2 separate regions of the Mus musculus genome follow, and region 2 is linked to region 1. The links are chromatin contacts, called in public promoter capture Hi-C maps. All regions are on one chromosome and are shown on one strand. The core of a region is the stretch at or near the end of the contact, and the rest is flanking DNA. Distances in the headings are between cores, read along the strand shown. Region 1 has its middle 20 kb from the start of Ube2e1. Region 2 overlaps Ube2e2 (ubiquitin-conjugating enzyme E2E 2).

Region 1 (6,952 bases), core at 3,756-6,255:
TATGGAGTCATGGAAACATACGAGTCACAGAACCAAATGATGTGTTTATAAAACAATAAAGAGGCATAAGAATATGTTCAATGGGGGTGTGGTGAGGTGTGAGGGAAGGGGATGTTTCAGAGGGCCCAGCCATACAACAGTATAGTATAGAACAGAGTTTATTCAGGGCATGGGAGGGGAGTTAAGAGGGCAGTAGAGGCAGAGAAAAGCAGAGAGAGAGAGAGAAAGAGAGAGAGAGAGGGAGAGAGAGGGAGAGAGGAGAAGAAGGAGAAGGAGAAGGAGAAGGAGAAGGAGAAGGAGAAGGAGAAGGAGAAGGAGAAGGAGAAGGAGAAGGAGAAGGAGAAGGAGAAGGAGAAGGAGAAGGAGAAGGAGAAGGAGAAGGAGAAGAAGAAGAAGAAGAAGAAGAAGAAGAAGAAGAAGAAGAAGAAGAAGAAGAAGAAGAAGAAGAAGAACAAGAAGAAGAAGTAGAGGCTGGCCACGTAGAGAGAGGGAGGAAAGGAATGGGGAGAGAAAGGGAGGAAGAGGCCAGAAGCAAGAGAAGGAGGCAAGAGAGGGAGGAGGGGGGCAAGCAGCCCCTTTTATAGTGGGTCAGGCCTACCTGGCTATTGCCAGGTAACTCTGGAGTGGAGTATAGACAGAATGCGAACACTATGTGTAATTAGAGATGTGTTGTCTTCCTTTTTAGGTTTTAAGTTAGGAAGGAAGTTGGCTAATCACAGCTAAGTGGCTCATCATGCAGTGCTCCTTCAAAGGCTGTGGTTAAGGCACCTAAAACACCAGGATCATCACTGGTCTCCAATGTCCAAGCTCTGAGAAGAGCATCTGCCCACACCAGTGTCAAAACACACTTGGCAAACAGCATCTGAACCCTTGAAACCTTCATACTAAACACACAGGTGGCTTCCTTAAAAGGCCTTTGTTAGATGGGGATGTTGGTAGACTACTTGCTTAGAGCCCTGGTCACATCCTCAAGACTCCATAAAAACTGGGTATGGTGGCCTTCACTGGAATGCCAGCACTTAGAAGGTAGAAAGTGGAGGCAGGAAGATAAGCAGTTAGAGGTTATCCTCAGGGTACATAGTAAGTTTGTGGCTAGCCTGGGTTATCTTGTCTCAACAAATAGATGTTTCCCAGCCACATGAGCATGAGGTAGAACATACTTGTAGTTCCAGCACTCAGGAGGTGGAAGAGATCTGCTCATGAGTTCAAGTCCAGGTTGAGATACATAAAGGCAGCTTCTTTTTGCCTTTCCACTCTTGCTTCAAATCAGAAATTCACAGGGATTTGCTGACAGTTTTAACCCTATAAATCACACACACAAACACACACTCATTTTTTAAAAGATTATTTTTATGTGTATGGCTGTGTGACTTGCATGCCTGGGAACCATGTGTATGCCTGATGCCCTTGGAGGTGAGAAGTTAGCACATCTCCTGAAACTGGAGTTAAAGACCATTGTTGTTGGTATTCTGTCTAAACTCCACTCCTACAGTTCCTGGCAGCAGCCAGGTGTGCTCCTCCCCACAGTTACCTGGCAACAGCCAGGTAGTCTTGACCAACTATAAAAGGAGCTGCTTGGCACCTTCTCTCCCTCTTAGGCTCTTGCCTCTCTCTTGCCTCTTACCCTCTTGCTCCCCTCTCTCTCCATTCTCTTCTTCCCTCCCTCCACGTGGTCAGGACTGGCCTCTATGTCTCTCTCCTTCTCTCTGTCTTTCTCTGCCTCTACTACTCTCATAACCCCCCTCTCCATGCCCTAAATAAACTCTATACTATACTAGTGTGTGTCTGGTCCCTCAGGGGGATGGGATGCCTCTGCATGGGCCTCTGCACGGCGCCCCCTTCCCCCACACTCCGCCAGAACATATTCTTATAGATCTTGCTCTTTTTTATGATCACAACAATTGTGAGCTGCCACGTGGGTGCTTGGAACTGAATCTGGGTACTCTGCAAGAGTATTCTGTGCTTTTAGCCTCTGAGCCATTTCTCCAGCCCTCATTTATTTGGTTTTGTTGTTGTTGTTGTTGTTGTTTTGTTTTGTTTTGCTTTTTTCAGATGGCATGTATCCCAGGATGGTCTTGAACCCACTGTGTAGTTTAGGATGATTTTAAACTCTGGCTCCTCCCTCTTCCATCTTCCTAAAGCTGGTTGTGCCTAGATGAAGGGGCTTAGGATCTTTATCAAGAAGGGTAGCAGTGGGAGAAGATTCAGAAATCTCTACTGCTCTCACAGGAACAAAACAAAGTCCAGTCAGAAGGGCTTCCAAGAATCTAGGCTGCTCCAGCAGCCAAGGGAGCAAGGCCTGAAACCCAGGGAGAAAGGCCAGCAGCCCAGTCTCAACTTCTGAGAAGACCACATGTCTGAGAAATCACTTCGTTCTTTTTGTATTTTTCTCTCCCTCCCCCACTCTTTTTCTCTCTCTCTCTTCTCCCTCTTTCACCTCCCCCCAACCCCTGTGTGTGTGTGTGTGTGTGTGTGTGTGTGTGTGTGTGTGTGTGTGTAGGCTAGAGGACAACTTCAGGTGCTGTTTGCTTTTTTTAATGACAGGGTTTCACTGCATATCTCTGGCTGGCCTGAAAGGAAGAACAAGATCTGTTGGTTGAGGATGGAGTCAGAGAGGAAAAAAAAAAAAAAAAAGGAGAACACAGCAGGTGTTCTGCTACAGGCTTGGGGGATGGGCCTAGGGGATCTGAAGGAACAGAAGAAGAGGTGAAGATCTGCAGTCAGCCTACTTTCTTCCCTGTCAGGAGTGGCCTATGGGTTTGCAGGGAAATGCTTGCTGCAGTTGCGGGCTGGATAAAGTTCTGAGTGTATGTGTGTGGACATGTTAGGAGGAAAATATCTATGGATCCACAGGAGATGGGAGAAGGGCAAGGGCAGTGGGGAGGGAGAAGGCTGCTGCAGGCAGATCTGTTGCAGAGCTGGGGATGGAACTGGCGGATTGAATTTGGAGAAACAGAGGGAGAGGTGAAAATCAGAGTGGCTCTTGAGCAGGTGGTCTCAGCAGTACCATTTGGAAGGTCCCGCCTTCTTTCTACACACAAACACACACACACATGGCAGCAGACAGGAGCACAAAATGCTTATGATTCTTTTCAGAGGAATTCTGGCCCATGTACTTCCTCCATGTTGAGTGCAGGTTAGTTCATTAGTATTTTTGTAGGAGCTCAAGTCCCTCCAGCAGACTAACTCAGAGAAATGACACAACCTTCACTTTAATTGGCCCTCCTTTGTCCCCATAACTCTCTGCATCTGAGAAATTATTGAAATTGCCTTGCTTTATCCCTCCCATTTTCTTTGCATTAATGTGTGTGTGTGTGTATTTGTGTATGTGCACATACACATGCACATTTGAGCTTGCCTGTCTATGTACTAATTTTCAAAACATACGTTTGTCCAGAAAATTGTCCTGGTGGCTTAAGAATATAATTTTTAAAAAAGATTTATTTAATTTATGTATGTGAGTACACTGTAGCTGTACAGATAGTTGGTTGTGATCCTTCATGTGGTTGCTGGAAACTGAGTTTTTAGGACCTCTGCTCACTCTGGTCAACCCTGCTCGCTTGGCCAACTGTGCTCACTCAGTCCCTACTTGCTCTGGCCCAAAGATTTATTTATTATGCATAAGTACACTGTAGCTGACTTCAGACACACCAGAAGAGGGCGTCAGATCTCATTACAGAGCCACCATGTGGTTGCTGGGATTTGAACTCATGACCTTTAGAAGAGCAGTCAGTGCTCTTACCTGAGCCATCTCACCAGCCCCAAGAATATAAATTTTATTATCAGTCCTTTCAACCAAGTCTTAAAAAAAAAAAAAAAAAGAAAGAAAGAAAGAAAAGAAAAAGTAAACAATCTCTCCAGCAAAGAAAGATCCAGTATTTTCCTAGGCCTCCTAGCAAACAGAGGCCTCTAGGACAATATTTACATCTCCATGTGGTTAAGTCAAGGCTGTTCTTGGGCAAGCTGTAATAAGAGGGGCATTGATGGCTTCCAGTAAGGCTGGGGGGAGTGGAGAATGAAGATAGGGTAGCTTGGGTTTGTGCAAAGGGTCTTTGCTTGCTCTTAGAATGACCAGGCACTGGGCTTTGTGGATGTCTCTCCTTCTTCTTTACCTTCTTTTGCTTGTCTTCCTAACCACCCTGGCAGTAGAAAATAGCATCTGCCTTACAGATGACTGAAGAAACCTGAGCACAGAAAAGGGAGTTAAGTCTCCGCCCGTCCTTTGGAGTCAGGACTTTCTCAGATTCCACGCCCTACTGTCCTTGTGCAGTCCAGGTACAGTGGCATCTGGGAGCTTGTATGCTAGAAACCTCCCAGGCTTGTCAACTTTCTGTGACAGTTTGCGTTATAACAGTGCAGATCTTCCATTGAAGCTCCTTCCCTCTCGATACATGGCAGCCTGTTCACATTCTGACCTCCTGGGAATCTTTTTTTTTTTTTTTTAACCTTTTTAAGGCTCATTCATTCATCTACAAAATAAAGATGGACCTAGGATTGCTGAAAGTTTATATACTTGCCTGTGATCTAGCTGAGAGGTAGAGGCAAGAGAATGGTTATTTTAGGGCTACAGAGCAAGACTCAGAAGATAAAAAGATAAAAAGAGTTCAGGGAGCTGAAATGTGTTAGGTGACTGGAACTTCGTGGTCTTTTCTTATGCATTTACATAAGACTTTAAAATTTTTTACATGATCATGTCTGCATAAATGATAGCAATAAGTAGACACAGGACTTCAAGTAATAAAAACATAAAAACACCACCAATCTACCACTTGGGATAAACTCAGAAATAGTTGTATTTCCTTTTCAGATTTGTTCCACGTATGTTCTTGCACACACACACACACACACACACACACACACACACACACACATACCCCACATTGTAGAAATGGCATAGTGTCTTTATTTTTGTCTCCATTGCCAAGTTCTCAGTGTGTAGCTGGCACACAGTAAGCATCTAATAAATGTACTGGGTGAGTAAATGAATGCATTGACAAAGGAAGTAATAGAAGGAGGCAGGGAAGTGGTAGTTGCCTCGTGATGCAAGCTAAGCATCTTCTCCCAATGCCCCCGATCCCTGTCTATGCTATTTTTATATTTCTTTATTTGAATTTGTTTGTTTGTTTCTTTCTTTATTCTAGACATAGTTTCATCTGGCCCAGCAAGATCTTATCCATCTCTATTTCCTGAGTGCTTAGAGTACAGACTTGTGCTAACATGACTTCTTTATATAGTGCTGGAGCTGGAATGTAGGATTTATACCTGCTAGGTGAGTACGATGTCAACTGAGTTACATCTCCAGCAAAAGGAACCTGTTTTCAAAAGTGTCCCTGGGAGAGCTGCCTGTTGCACTAGGCTGACCCCGAGATCTTTGTCCTGTAGGTGATCACAGTCACTACAATTCTAAGTAAACCAGCTTTCTGAATCAAAGTTTGTCTTTTTTGGCATGTGCTCATCAAGGCTGCTTCCCAAGGAGCAAGAGGGCACTGCACTGCCAAGCCACGGGAGTGCAGAGCAGAGAACTGTGACATCTTGTTGGTGGAGCTTCCGGGACTGGGACTCTGCCCTCCAGTGGGGAGAAAAGCATCTGTACAAGGGGAGAGCTCATATCTTGGAGACTTTTTCTTGGGAAGGCTAGTGGAGTGCACAGGTAGACAGGGAACAGGCATGCCTAGAGATTTCTCTCTCAGGAAGGCTAGTGAGGTGAGAGATAGATAGGGAACAGGCCTGCCTGGACAGGCAATACAAGAAGCAGAGGCTTGCCAGGGCCTTGTTTGAGGATTCTTCTTACCCTTCAGTTGACAGCCAAGCAGGATGTAGGTCAGGGTCCAGTGTACAAAGCAGTCCATACTGTTTCCATTTGTGGCCTCCACCAGTCCTGTCTGGACAGATCACAGATCAGATCTGCTCACTTACTACTCAGAACGTCTATCACTTTCTCAGTTCTGAGCAAAGCCACAGGGACACTCATACATCTATCATCTCTTCTCTCTGTCCTTGCCCTGCCCCTCACAGCCTCTTTCCAGGCCATTGGCACCATTTCCTGGTCCCTCTCCTTTGAACCAGTTCCTCTGCTCCCCTGCTTGTAGCCTCTGCTCTTCCCCTCTCATCCTTCATGTTCCCTTTGACTCCCTAGAGGCTCATCTAGCACAGTAGGTACCCCACAGAGGCCCTGTTCTCACTTTACACCATAGTCTAGCACTGCCTTATCTTCCCTCCCAGCATCTCGCGTATGTCTGTCCGTCTCCCTCTCTGCTGGACTTCCTGACTGATGTCTCTTTTCTTGGAGGTTTTCCCATGCTTCTACTGTGAGGTTTTTTTTTTTTTTTTTTTTTTTTTTTTTTTGCTTTTTGTTTGTTTGTTTGTTTTTTAAGACAAGGCTTATGTAGTTTTAGCTAGTCTGCCTCTAAATTGCTGGGATTAAGTACTTTATCTTGGCCTTCCTCTCCCTATCTCTTCTTCTCTCTTCCCCATCTTCTCTCTCACCTGTCTCCTCTTTTTTCATCTGTCCTGCTTTCTCTCTCATCCTCTCTCTTCCCTACCTACTTTCCCCTCTCTCCCCTTTCCTTTTCTGTCTTTCTTTCTGTGTGTGTCTCTATTCTCTCTCTCTCCCCTTCCCCCCCCCCCCCTTTCTCTAACAGGGTCTCCCTATATAGTCCTGACAGCATGGGTTACAACGTCCTGCTGTGCAGCTTCCAAGTGATGGGATTACTGGCTAGCCGCACCTGGATTAGGGGAACACATTGTTGAATGGCTATTCTTTGTTGTCAACTTGACTACATCTGGAATTAACTAAAACCCAAATGGCTGGGTACACCTCTGACTTTTTTCTTTTTTAAAACTAAATAATCTGAAATAGGAAGACTCACTTTTAATCCAGATCTTCTGAGGTGGGAAGATACAGCTTTAACCTGGGCCACACCTTGTCTTGGCAGCCTGTATAAAGAACATG
Region 2 (7,527 bases), core at 2,463-4,962, 540 kb after region 1:
GAGAAGCAGCTAAAAGATGCCTTTTACTGTAGTGGTATTTGTATTACTTCCTATTGGGTGTCAAGCTGGTACTACCCTGGACTAGGCACAGATAACCTCTCTAAAGTCAGTTTTTCCTTTATTTGGAGATGGTCTTCCTTCCATAGTTTTTTCATGAAATCACTGGGGTGTGCTTTCTAAAACATTGTGGTAAATGGATTAAAAGATGAACCATGAACTTGAAAGGTCCACATTAAACAGTATACCTTCCTTCAAAGGCTGTCTTGACTTTTTTGTTTTTTTTTTTTTTTTTTTTTTTTTTTTGGTAGGGATGCTCCCAGCTAGATAAAAGAGAAATCTCTAGTGATTATCAATCACAGAAGAGTCAAGGACAGTTCAACAGGTGTGTTCCCCACAGACCTGTCTAGCCCTCTCTTCTCTCTCCCCTTAACTAAATGCCTGAAGCAGTCCTGAGTCAATAGCCCAGGGCTGGATGTGAGTTTCGAGATGAAACTGCATAAGATCTCAACTGAACAGTATTACCCATCCACCTCCCTAAACATTGTATTTCTCCACTCCTGATCTTTCTTGTCTACCCTGCCCCAGCCCTACTTGGCAGGAGCAGGTCACTTTATGTTGTGCCATAGAAGGAGAGAGATCACCGTGAGAAGTCTCCTTGGACATGGGGTATAACAGCATAAAGAAACAAAAGCATTTTCCCTGCCCTATCATGTTCCAATCTAAACTGGTGAATACCTGGAGCTATCTGACTTCATGTAATTCCCTCAACAGTAGTAAGAGATCCTGGCAAGGAAAAAGTGAATATTCAGGAAGCATACACAGGGACAGGCTGCATGCATCTAGGACAGCTAGGACTGTGGTCTAAAACATTTGTAGAGCATGCTACCAAAAGGCTGGACATCCTACATCTAGCTGGTTTAAATGGCTTGCTGACCAGTCACCATAACTCTCACCAGAGGGCCTGCAAAGATTCATCCCAGGCCTGTGGATAGGAGAAGTTGGAAGGACACACAGTTTTTGTTTTTATAGGAAAGGAGTTCCATAATTCCTATTATCCAATGGCTCATAAAGCTGTCATCCAACATTCGGAGAGTTTCCTGTACCTGAAGTTATGTGTAGTGAAAAGAATGTTAATGTTAATGTTAATGTTAAGCCCTACTTCTTATTTGGTATTTTTATTTTTTAAAATGTATTAAAGAGTATAAAATCACAAACAAACGTGAGTCCACTGAATATAATCTGCCTTTCAAATTATCTTCCAAGCACCAAGCTATGATGTAACCTTATCAAATCAGATTCCCTCTAAGCCCGCCGACATGCCAATCACTGTAAGTGGTTAAAGTAGTGATAGACCAACATCCAAGTACCTCTTTCAAGATCTTTCTGTCTTCTAGGGAAAGAAGAAATCTGCATCAGGAGCAACCCACCACCACTACCACCTAATGTAATGAACTCAAGATGCATTAATACTAGCATTTCTGACCTTACCAACAAGGAGATTAGATACTAAATTATCACTTAATAATTACTTCAACAGATTGTGTGTGTTCATGTGCATGTATGTGTTAGCCACAGAAGTTATCTCCCCTATCACTCCCTGTTTGTATTGGTTCAGTTTTCATTGTTGCTTAGACAGGATCTCTTCACTAAATCTGGAGCTCATTAACTGGACAAGATTTGATTGCCAATAAGCTATAATAATCCACCTGTGTCCAACACACACACACACACACACACACACACACACACACATACCACACACACCTCCTCTCAGAGCGCTGGGATTACAAATGTGCATACCATTCCCAGTTTTTATATGGGTGATGCTAATCTAAACTCAGCAACCAACACTGTTCTCACTAAGCCATCAGCCTCACTCCCCAGCCCCAGCCAAGAGATTCTCAATGCCAATTCTGTGTCATTGAGCATATATTCACAATCAAATAACCATAAATCAAATTATACGTTTATAATGTCCTACCCACATTTTCTATCAAGATATAAATATTTCAAAACACTACAAGTGCCAATTTTATAATATGCCATGACTTTAAAAAGGTTTCCACAATTAAAAAGCACATTTTTAAAAGACCACATCATATAAAAGGGGAGACAATCTATAAACCCTATGACCTTCAGTCCAGAAAATCAACTAAGTACAAGGAAGGAAATTCAAATGAAGTGCTAACAACGGCTGGCTACCTTTTGGCACTGGTTGACAGTTTCGCGGCTGTCTTGCTGGATATCTTCCCCTCCTTTTTCTTAGGCTGAACTTGTTCTCGATCAGGTTCCTGCTGAACGCTCTCCCGCTGATCTCCATCAGAACTTCCTCCACTAGTGCTTGGACTGTCATCAACTCTCTGCGCCTCAGTGGACATCTTAGATCCTGGATTAAAGAATGGCATGTCATTTATTCTGCTGTGGTAGGGACTACAACAAGGTATGTTCATAATGAAGAGAAACAGAGCCCATGAAACAAAAGAAGTATAATTAGGTATAAAAATGAGAATTGCCCATTTATAGAACAAATAACTCTGGGGTTTGCTAAAACCTCTCTTCTCTGCATTCATGGAAAATTTAGAAACAAATGTTGGTAGCAATTTTATTCACAAGGCAGAAAGTAAAAACAATTCAAATGTTCTCTAATTGACGGGTAAAGCATGGTGCATCCACATGACAATATACCTCAGGCACAGAAACAAATGAAGTCTGGCATCTGCAAGCTTCAGCAGAAAGATCTTGAATCTTTATGCTAAGTGAGCGAAGCCAGCCAGAAGGACCAGACTGTACAAGCTCATTTGTAAGGAATGTCTAGACAGGTACATGGTGGGAATGTAGAGACAGTACAGGAAAGTGTTTTCTAATGGGCAGAAAGTTTCTACTGAGTGATAATAATATTCTTAAATTAACTAGTGCTTATAGTAGAAAAGCCTCGGAGTTCTGCTTTGCTTTGTACTGCTGAGGACTCAACTCAGGATCTTGGCATGATAGGCAGGTGCTGCCATTGAGCTACCTGCAATCCCTAGGCTAAGTTATACCTTTTAAGATGGCAGCCTTGGGGCTGGAGGGGCATTTTGGACAGTGCACACTCAGCAAAGTTCAACCGCCAGCATTTACAAAAATGGAGGGGGTTACTTTTATAAGGTAAATTATATCTCAAAAGAACTGGCACAAGATAAACCAGAAGGGGTTGGAGAGAGAGTTCAGGGGTTATGAAAACTGGCTGCTCTTCCAGAGAGACTGGAATCAATTCCTAACACACACATGGTAACTCACAATGGGCTATAGCTCCAGTTCCAGGTGATATGACACCCTCTCTGGCCTCCCTCGGCACCCAGGCATATATATGGTGCACGACATACATGCAAACAAACATCGATACACAGAATATAAAATAAGTATTTTAAATAGGGGGGGGGGGGGAGAGAAAGGACTGAGAGCCTAATTTTTATAGGCACTGGGAGAAGCATTTTGGGCTCAGCTATGAGATGTCCAGACAGGTAAAGAGACCTGCAAAGTGTCCTGACAAGTCGGTGTAAAAAGGCACAGGGCTGAGAGAGAGTGGTACTGCCACGCTAATATCCAATCAATACATCCTTAGAGCTGAGCCAAGCTTAAAATCCTCTAAGCTGGGAAATTGTTTTAAGTAACCTTTGTGATAACAGAACAGAAACCATGTGATCCTAAATAAGAACTGAAGCTTAGGAGGGTGTGGGCTCTGATCCAGCTCGACTAGGCAACCATGTTGCACAACAGATAGAGAGTGTACCGAGACACTGAAGGATTCCTTTTTTCCCAGTCTGGAGGAAATCTCCCTAGAGGTTCAGAATTCACTTTGCTTTGAGTTCATGCTCCTGGAGCAGCTCTGATGACTAACTCAATTCCCGTAATACTTTGATACCTAGGTAGCCGTTATAACCTAGATAGTGACACAAAAATGCACTGAGAAATGGATAGCCCTTCTCCAATCTCATTGTATTATAATCAGCCCCAGGTTGGTCCTTACTATCACATCCTGTATGACCTAACAAGCTGACAGACCTAGAATGAAACTGACAAAAGTCATGTTCAGACTCTACAGGGCCTCAAGTCACCAGTAATCACTTTGAGTATCATATAGCTTCAGCTCAGACATGCTTTTGAAAAACGAGACTGCCTGTGACTAGAGTCATCACCACCACCAGCACTACCACCACCACCACCACCATCAAGGGTAAAACACACATACATGGGGAAGGGAAGAGATAAAGAGAAAGAGTTTTATCCAAAGTCCTCTTGAAAAGGATCCATTTTGGTTACTCTTAAATTAAGACTGAAATAAAACTGTTGTTGACATGGTCAAGAGCAAACTTCAGTACACACAAAAAACAGACACTTCAAATACAATTTATTATTATCATTACCTAGTTCAAAGGCATGACCCAGTACTTCTGATCAACATTCATCACCATCAGCTCATCCTAGAGTTTATTCAAAACCATGGTAGCTTTTCTAAATGCAGGCCTTTAACAGACTGAAAGTTTTCTATGAGAAGCTTATAAGACAAATATGCACAGCACAGTACTGGAAGAAGCAGGAAGCACAGCGATAAAGCATCAACAGACACTACATATGACATGACCATCCTCATCCCTAGTCCCTTTGTTCATGACATCCAGTAAGTCTGTCCAAATAGCTCTCACACACTCACAGGACATTGAGACTGCTCTCCCTCTCTCTTGTAAGTGGAGAGCATCATTCCCCACGGCTAAGACACCTTTTATGAGCAATAAAGTCACTTAACAGAATACCGAAATTTTATGTCTCTATGTTTCATGTCTAGCTCTAAAAGCCTGAGTATATTTCTTGGGTTTTCTTATTTGACTTTAACATTCTTATTATTGGATTTAATATTTGTATTCTTTCTCAGCTTGCTTCTTTGAGTTAAAATATATCTAAAGTTAAAAACCTTGTAAGTATGTGCTATATAGCATGCTAGCTAAGCAGGCTTATGTATAAGCAGGGAAACAGAAAGAAGCATTCTTAGGATTAGATGCTCTCAAGGTAGGGTACTGTGAGCAAACTTTTAAGAGATGTGAAATCAGTGAGAAATTGTTCTATGTATCCTAAACCTGAGGCAATCCATCACATGGCAAACACAAGAACTCTAGAAAAGTAGTTGCCTTACACTGCAAGCACAGCTGTGACTGCTGTGTGCTGCATCAGTCATGAAGTGCACACATTTCAATACTCTTTTGTGCACACCTAGTAATGTGTAAACTATATAATACTGAATAGACTATGCAATGATGTAATGGGCCATAATCTGAAACTGAAATTTCCTCAACTACTTCAGAATACCAGAAGATTAAACTACTAAACTACTATTAAAGGTCTGGGGGTATGGCTCAGTTCTAGAGCCCTTGCCAAGCGTATATGTGAAGGCCTGGGCTCAACCAGAACACTTCCCCAGAAAGCAATTAAATGGCTAAACAGAAGCATAATTTCTCTAGTTTTACAGTTTAAAAAATTATTTCTATTTTTGATCTAAGATACCTTATCCGATCCAAATCTTTACGTACAAATGACAAATCCTCCTGAGAACACTGATAAGCATTATAAAACCATTTAGACAAAGGCTCTGTATCTCCTATTCAAATGTCAAGACTTAAGAGACTTTCTGCTGAGTGTTTTCTGAATCCTTGATTACAGAAAAAAGGGGACAACATGATTGTGTACTCTGGCACAATTAACTCTTATGAGAGGAAATCCTCTGCAGGTCACTCAAATGAACTATGTATAAAATTGGTGCCTTGTCTCTCTAAAGTAAAAATGAGTAGGTCCCTGAATTAAAACTTCTACATATTAACTTCTCTGGCATTTTAAAATTAATTCCTAAAGAGCTAATTCCCTAACCTAGAAGGAAGCTAAATTCCAGGGATCTAAACACAAATACATCCTCCAATGACAGTTTCAAAGATCTTAAGACACCTAAAGTGATATTTTTACTTCAGATTCAAGTAACCCTTAGTTTCTAACTAAATATAAACATATTACATTTAGGTATTTAAACACACTCATTCTTTTTGAGCTTTATTGACTATGTGCTCTGTGATGTCATCAGGCTCTGGAAATTCCCAGCACATAGTGAGTGAAATTAGCGTGTTTCAGAAAAACTTACGGATCTAAACAAATCCCACCGATGAAACCAACAGTACTCAAGTCCACATTACTATTCAAATCATCAAATGTCATGATTTTTAAAAACTTAGAAAAGCAAGTATTCATTTGTGCAGCTGCAACAGGAAAATGTGAACTTGCATTGGCATACCAGTTTTTCTACTTGTGATTTCTGAACTTTTCCAAAACATAAAATACTTTATATTATACGCCAAACCTGTAGCGCTATCCAGCTTCCCAAGTGTCTGAAAAGATATTTATTTGGAAAATAAAAGTGGAGCACCTGATTGAGGGAAGTGCTGTGCCCTAGAGGAAAGAGCTCAAGGTATGACATATGAAAACACTCCATCTTCACCATCACCCACAAACAAGACTGCCAAGCGCCCAGGAGCATCCTGACTGCCTGAAGAAAGACAAATATTTAGATTCCCAAGATTGCATTTCTAGAGCATGCTTTTCAAAATCCAAGGATTTAAAACTAAGATGAGCTTTAAAAAAATCTTAAAAACAGTAAGGTAATCAGAGGTAAGTCCTAGCACATTCTTTTGTACTTTAAAATGGAAATACTCAAGTAGACCCTCAAAATTACAAAATACAAGGTTAGAGGATAAGAATCTTGCAAATCAGCAAATAAGTCCAAGAGCTGCCACCAAGCCCAGGGTGATGATGTCTCTCTAATGCGGCCTTAATTTCCTTTAGGGAAGATGGATGGGGCATTTCTGGTTAGTTGTGGAAAAAGAGACACAAGAAGCCAGGCTTTATGTTCATTAGAATTGGAAAAGGGCAAATGGATCAAAACATTAGTAGCGAAGAGGGGGTGGGTGGGGGTGGGAGGACAAGGGTAATCCAGTTTCCAATCAGGCCAGTGGGTGCTGCAGAGAAGCCAGAGGAAAACTGGCTTCGGAGCCAAACTGTGCCAAGCATCGGGCATTACAAAAGACCAGTGTGACAACCCACACCCCGGGGCATCACGCACACACCCAGCGGGTACTCCCTCACCCTCACCTCCTGTAGCAATTATGCAATTTGGGAAGAGCTCCGGACAGCCGGGCACTTTGCGCCGCGACATCCATCCTGGACTTTGCGGAGACTTAGTTCCTGGCTGCGGTGGGCTCGGGAGGGGAGGGGAGAGGTCCTCGTGGGCGAAGGACGGCCACACTCTGCGGGACGGGGGAGGGGCGCGCGGGCCCCAGCGGACACGCGCAGGGTCAGGGAGGCCTGCGGGGCCGCGGGCGCGCACCCGAGCCGAGGCCGCGGCGGGGGCGGGGATCTCGCCGGGCTGGCCCTCGCCGCGTGGGGTCCCCGCGCGCCCCACGCCGCGGCTCTGGCCGCGGCCACGCCCGCCCGCCCTCACCTACTCACCTCGCG

The links. Capture Hi-C pulls out chosen DNA fragments and counts their contacts.
Region 2: a contact with region 1 is called in a promoter capture Hi-C map of liver, with 2.6 times the contacts expected there. The contact joins two enhancer-like sites. A contact is called at or near these places in 13 of 39 promoter capture datasets (the 3T3-L1 cell line, 3T3-L1-derived adipocytes, cranial neural crest and 8 more), 2 of 484 Hi-C or Micro-C datasets (cerebral cortex and ventral hippocampal neurons), 7 of 115 datasets of contacts at active chromatin or transcription factors (embryonic stem cells and stem cell-derived neural progenitor cells) and 4 of 9 other capture datasets (adipose tissue, embryonic stem cells, liver and 1 more).

Annotation. Positions count from the first base shown.
Region 1 is chr14:18,348,221-18,355,172 of GRCm38.p6, forward strand. No RefSeq gene overlaps it. Among named protein-coding and RNA genes, the nearest start is that of Ube2e1, 20 kb to the left of the region's middle. Within about 2 kb of position 5,006, at least 12 of the 459 cell types and tissues checked have an H3K27ac peak or open chromatin away from gene starts, as enhancers often do. A contact at or near this core is called in liver, where this site is marked.
Region 2 is chr14:18,886,064-18,893,590 of GRCm38.p6, forward strand. Ube2e2 (ubiquitin-conjugating enzyme E2E 2) reads right to left here. Exons shown (of 6, transcript NM_144839.2): 1 at 7,522-7,527; 2 at 2,203-2,386. The coding sequence starts at 2,378. Among named protein-coding and RNA genes, the nearest start is that of Ube2e2, 3.9 kb to the right of the region's middle. Within about 2 kb of position 3,713, at least 6 of the 459 cell types and tissues checked have an H3K27ac peak or open chromatin away from gene starts, as enhancers often do. A contact at or near this core is called in liver, where this site is marked.